Linked DNA regions of Gossypium hirsutum: region 1 is linked to region 2. A link is a contact called in public Hi-C data. All regions are on one chromosome and are shown on one strand. Each heading gives the region's core, a stretch centred on a gene start, on an enhancer-like site or on the middle of the called end of the contact. The rest is flanking DNA. Distances are from core to core; before and after follow the strand shown. Region 1 holds the start of LOC107913409. Region 2 has its middle 21 kb from the start of LOC107913406.

Region 1 (3,410 bases), core at 316-2,815, 160 kb after region 2:
GATTAATCACCCAACTATGCACTTGATTTTATTTTAGTCACTCAACTTTTTGAAATTAGATATTTTAGTTGCTCTCCTGTTAGTTGCCATTAACTCAGTAACGGAAGTCTAATACGAATTCTTTTATTGACGTAATAATAAATTATTTTATTTATATTACAATACAATTAATTTATTTAAATCATATAACAAGTTAAATAATAAATTTCTCATTATTTTGATTATTAATAATTCTACAAATAAACTATAATGAAATGAAATTGAATAATGTGGATTAACATGATGGGTCAAGTCGTGTAAAACACGAATATGTTTCTTATGTCACAAAAAAGTATCATGCTAATATAATTATAGAAACCCCAACCTCAACTCGTTTCATATTAACAAACAAAGTAGAAAAATCAAATTTACCAATGTTATTTTAATATACAATATAATATATGAACTTTAATTTTATACAACTTATACATAAAATTTTAATTAGATTTAAGTTTCACAAAATACTAACAACATTATCAACATAGCACCATTTAGTATATACAAATAAATACTTATTCAATAGGAAAATAAATTAATATAGTCATGAGCAAAACCCTGATTTTTTTGGGTCAAGATTAAGTTGCATATTTTAAAAAGGCTAAAATGTAATTTCGTTAATTAAAAGAATTAAATAAAAATTTTATGATTATGAGAAGATGAAACTAAATTTTATCATCTATTATTTGTAATTTTATAGATTTCGAGTCTAAAGAAAATTATACCATTTTTTGGAGTGAGGACCATGACCTTATGGAAGTAATTATTTTTTTTAAAAATTTTTATAATTGAATCAAAACTAAATTTTTATCAAAATTACAATAAAAATTTTCAGTGTAATTGCTTTATATTAAAAATTATATATTAAATTACACATTAAACCGAATTTAATGTATTTATCACTAACAATAAAGCATGATTTGTGATAATAAATTATTTTCAAAATTAGCAAATCTAGGTGATTATTATTATAGGTAGCATAGGTCCTTTCTCTCAATACACGTAGGCGTTTTAGTTAAATAATAATTTAATTATGTAAATTACCAACACAGAAAGCATAAAATGATAGTTTCAAAAATCAAAAATCCTCGTGCGGCCACTTTCCACTTCCGCCGTGGCTCGAGACCCTTTTATCCTTTCTACGTCTTAACGTTCTTCCAAATCTCATAAACAAATTATTTTCAAAAATAATATATTAATAATTTTATAATACACATTTTTATGGTTTTCAAAAATAAATTCAACAGATTTCAATAAACTGTATAAATGGGTTGCGTTGGTTTTTTTTACAATTACTTATTTAATTTTAACATTTAATTCTTTTATATAGTAAAATCCAACTTCCAAGTCATTTTGTCCTATTACATGTGAGGGTAAGAAAGCTAATGTCGTGGACCATTGTGAAGATTTTCATCTACATGATCCAACGGTGATGAACTTAACATTGATCTACTACACTCACACTAACATGTAAAGGCGAACGATGTTATATGAGGAACCTTCTTGGAAGCTAAGTGGAATTTGTTCTCCCCCCATGTCGTCTATATATACACAAACCAACCAAAATTTATTTACAGTTGGAGGGCAAAAAAAACATACGAACCTCATATGGAGTATTGTGAAGCAGAGCATGGATGTAAGAAGCACTCAAATCACCAGGAAAAGCAAGGTGTTTGCCCTTCTTGTCTTAGAGAAAGATTATCTTGTCTTACTCTTTCATACAAAGAAGCTTCACGGGTTACTTCTTCACTCTATTTTTGTCCTGTTCATTACTCTCTGGCTTCAAACCCTGACTCCCCGGCTCGACATAGTCATTCCCATATGCGGAACAGTTCCGGGGTGATGGGAATCATGGGGATGTCCTCGTCTTTCGGGGTAAAGCTTGGTGCCTCTAATGGTTTGAAGAAGAGTAGATCGATTGCTTTTGTACCAAGAAACTTGGATGATGACGATGAAGAGACCAAAAAAGGGAAAAAGAAAAAAGGGTTTTGGTCCAAGTTAGTACATTTCAAAGGGAAGGACGCTTTCAACAAGTATGAGATTAACGATTGGAAGAGTGAATTAGTTTCCTAGGATTCAATTTCAATAAAATTGTGCATTTCTTTTTCTTTTCCTATGTTACTTGTTCATGCAATGGGAAAGAATATTCCATCTTGAATCCTGTTATTGGCATTTTATAAATGTTGGCTCTTTAATTAAAAAAGAAAAGAAAAGGCTTATGCATCAACTAAGGTTTTTCAGATGCTAGAATTTATCTTCAAAAGAGAGATGCTTTTTAGATTTTATCACGAAAAGATTATATTATATATCACGTGTAAGAAGCTGAATGCCTAAATGTTCAATTCAAATTACAATTAGCTGGAATCATACAGCCAGGGAATAATTATTTTTCCCATATTGTATTGGTCTGAAATTTCCTGCTGCTGACCCCAAACATCTTTCATACAGGACTGTAAAAATTCAATGAGCTCTGTACATTTCGTATCACAGTTTCCACGACAGCAACAGGCACATTTTTTTCCGAATGAATTTGATATCATCTTGTAGACTTGGTTTCTGTGTCGTTCTCATTTTCATTCTCGTCACTGTGGTCTACTGACGCTCGTTTCAATCTCTGGAATATCTCATCAAGGGACTCAGAATCGGATGAGTTGACATAGGAAATGAGTGTGGCTTCCTGATTCTGGTGCACAGGAAGAAACTTTCTGGCCTCAATATTTGCTTTAAAATTTTGAAAACCAGATTTCATTGATCGCCATGTTGAGGCCAGTCCAGCAGATGGCCCACCCTTGAGGTTATCAAGATGCGAATTGCCTACTTCAAGCAATGAGACCTTAGCAGAGGTTATGTTATTCTCCACCGGTTTTGGATTTGATATTTGTCGACTTTGTTCTCTCATGGCAGCATACTTGTTGCTCATGACTTCTCTGCTTGTGCCATATTTACGGGTCTCTTCTTTCGCAGGCCTTGAGGGAGATCCTTTCACACCACCAGTGGCTGAAGTGGTCGCTGCCTTCATTTCAACAGTACGATCCTGAGCATTTCACATCAAGTTAGAAATTGAACATACCATAGGTTTTAGATGAAAAAGAAAAAGGACAACATTTTGCAGACTAGCAGGAAATCATATATAATTCATAACAATGATTAGTTACACGATTGAAAAAGGAAAAAGACTGCTATTTAAGATCGGTTACATACTGTAATATTGTGGCCATACTCAATATCAGCACCATTGAAATTTCTCGCCAATGGAATTACTTGTTCACCAACTTGGCGTCCTTGTTCAAGCCAAGATCGCTCTGTAAAGAGGAAAACTCATTAAATCCTGCTCATACATCTAAAATAATTCTTAGCAAGGAATTTAAACCATG
Region 2 (3,079 bases), core at 1-2,500:
AAGCTTGGGAAAATTCTCCTTCGATAAAAGTTTCATAGACACCCCTGTATCAAGAGTCGGATGACATCTTACTCTCTACTTAAAAATGGGGAAATTAATCCATGTACGATAGATAAAAAAGGAAACTAGTCATTATGTTAAAATTCCATCCATTTATACTGTTAAGTGATGATATATCACTATTTTGTTGCTTGAATTAGTCCCTCCATGTTAGCATCAGGTACATGTGACGCACCAAGTATCACTTTTTGGTTGCTTCATCAACCATGTCAACATTTAACAATAATTACGGATGAAATTTTAGCAGAAGAATAAGTTTGCTCTTTGATTAAATATACAAAAATTGATTTATTCATTTTTTTTATAAAAGGGGCAAAATACAATTTGACTTGTAGTATAGGGGTCTCCATGAGTACCTTTAGGGGTGAGCAAAACTCAATTGAAATCGAAAAAATAAAAAAAATTAAATTTTGAGTTAATGGAATCGAGTTATTTGAGTTATTCAATTTTTTCGAGTAAACTCGAATAAGTTATTCGAGTTTTGAATTTTAGTCAAGTTGAAATTTACAATTGAATAGCTCAAATAATTTTAGTAACTCAAATAATATATTGGTATAAATACTCATTTGATCTTTGCTCAATTTTGAAAATAAGTAAATTGGTCTCTCTCAACAAAAATTTAAAATTTTTTAAAAAAATTTTTAAAATCAAAATATTATTAAAACAATCCAAAATTTATGTATATTTTAAAAATTATTATAAAAATAAAAAAATAAAAATTCTAAAGAATATATAAAAAGATTAAAAATTAATTTCAGGACCTAAAAAATTAATTAATAATTTAAGTTTTTCATACTAAAGTATCTTATTTTTTTCTTATTTTACTTTGAAAGCGCTTTCCAATAGATATGGTTTTAAACCTGTATGCTCTAAAATAAAATTAGTTATATGGTAATAAGATTTTAATTTGACATGTTTAATTTTTTTTATTTTAACTCGAACAATTTTACTCTATTCGACTCAACTTAAATTTTATTTCACTCGGCTCGATTCGAAAAAAATTCAAGTCGCATTAGGATAATAAAATGAGACTCGTCAACTCAAAATTCTTTTACTCGATTCAATCTAACGTTGAACCCTAATTGCGTTCCTCTCTCCTTTCAAAAGTGGCTGAAATAATGTCATTGGTGGGCCTATATAAAAGAGTTTCTTGGGCCCAACCAACAAGGAGCACCAACGAATGGGCCCAGAGTAAAAGCTGGAAGGCCTTCTTCGGCATCGAGAATGGTCAACTCTACTGCATTGGAGCTGTTCTTAAACTTTTCGTAAAGCAAAATTCTCACTTTTTTTCACAAAGCAAAATTCTCACTTTAGTTTTTAAGAATTCACCATCTTCTTAGAAAACAAGAACATGGAGAATATTTCGCGGTTCAAAGTTTTTTAAAGATTGTGCAGCTTTCTTCCATGACGATATAAAGAAAATTTGATGTAGTACTTAACAATTATTAATCATTTGTCGGGGTCGATTGTGTTCATTAGAGCTATTTATAGGTTAGGTCACTCGATCTGGCTTAAAGACTTGCTTGAAAAATGAAAGGATTTGAACAAAAATATAGACATGACAAATAGGCTTCGGTAAAAAAATATTTAGAAAACAAGTTGACCTTGGTAAAGGTTTTTTGGCTCGGGCTTGGCTCAAATTTGGGAAAAAAAACTGTTGTTTTCCCACTGCTTTGTTGTTGTTTTCTCATTATTTTGCTGCAATTTCACTATTATGTTACTACTATTTTGTTGTTATTGTTTGAACATTGTATAACTCTTATTTTATTATTAATTTTTCAACTATTTTAGAGATATTTGCTTTTTAAGTTGTACCTATCTTAGTGTTATTTAAATATAAATTTTTTTTAAATTTATTTTCAATTTTTAGGAAACATTTATTTTAATGCTTTTAGTGATTTTGTTGCATTATATATATTTTTAAAAATTATATAAAAAATTAATATGGGTTGAGTCAGACCCCGATTTTAGCATTTTTATCCGAATCGGGCTTGTGCAAAATTCTAGGCCCATTTTTCAAGTCGGGCCGAGCCCGGGCCTATCAAACAAGCTTGAAATTTGATCAGGACCAGACATGAACTCGACCCATGGACAAGTCTAAACACAATCCATTAAAGAGTTATGTTGAGCTAATGGAAGGACTAATTGAATATATATAATTTAGATTAAATAATTTGTAGTTAAGTCCTAACTTTTCATTTATTAATCACAAATTATTTAGCCACAGAGTTATTCTACTAAAGTACCATGACTGTACTTCCCACAATACACCATTATGAAAGATAATAAATTCAACTTTTTGTCCAATAACCTTATACTATGTGTGCTACCTTAATAGGATATCCATAATCCCTCTAGGTTAAATTTTTTTCACTTAATTTGATCAATTTTATCTCATGGTCACAATTGTATATTCCGCAATGAAAATGACATTACTCAAATTAGTAATGATAAAATCATTTGTCTGGGACAAATGACCCCTGGCTAGGTTCCATTTTCATAATTCATACAATGCCAACAAGAGGATACCATTTAATCCCTTTTTTTTTCTATCTATGAATTCTATTATTATGAGTGAAGTCATATCATGTATAAGTGATCTGCCGTCAAATGTAGTAGTTAATTTGAGGTCAATTCCGCACTTAAGAAGCTTGTGTTCTATGCAATTTAGGATTTTATATTACATTTTTGGTATTTAGGCCATAGGATTAAATATTACTAAAATAAGTTTTTTAACACATTTTATAAGTGTTGTGACCCAATAGGCCGACACGGGCCTTAGGTTGTGCTAATATGTTTAATTGAGTGTGTATAAAGATTTAAAGGCCCAATTGACATGGAAGCAAAGGACAAGTGACACACAAGCTTCTCGGGATGTCAAAGCATGAAACAAATGACACAAGGCAGAATTTAAATGTCTTGTCGTGCCATAGACATTGTGTGGCACGACACAGGTCGACGTGATGTGTAAGAATATCGAGGCTATTTTCATCTGTGCAATCAACTTTTGAAGACCTAG

Evidence for each region. A called contact is a pair of places that touch in the nucleus more often than the background predicts.
Region 1: a contact with region 2 is called in a Hi-C map of leaf, with 2.3 times the contacts expected there. The contact joins the promoter of LOC107913409 here to the enhancer-like site in region 2. A contact is called at or near these places in 3 of 34 Hi-C or Micro-C datasets (leaf and petal).

Annotation. Positions count from the first base shown.
Region 1 is chrD11:33,501,855-33,505,264 of Gossypium_hirsutum_v2.1, forward strand. LOC107913409 reads left to right here and starts at 1,566. Exons shown (of 1, transcript XM_016841983.2): 1 at 1,566-2,194. The coding sequence starts at 1,645. The coding sequence ends at 2,109. LOC107913408 (LMBR1 domain-containing protein 2 homolog A) reads right to left here. Exons shown (of 14, transcript XM_016841981.2): 13 at 3,238-3,338; 14 at 2,317-3,070. The coding sequence ends at 2,573.
Region 2 is chrD11:33,340,496-33,343,574 of Gossypium_hirsutum_v2.1, forward strand. No RefSeq gene overlaps it. Among protein-coding and RNA genes, the nearest start is that of LOC107913406, 21 kb to the left of the region's middle. Within about 2 kb of position 1,251, at least 1 of the 9 cell types and tissues checked has an H3K27ac peak or open chromatin away from gene starts, as enhancers often do. A contact at or near this core is called in leaf, where this site is marked.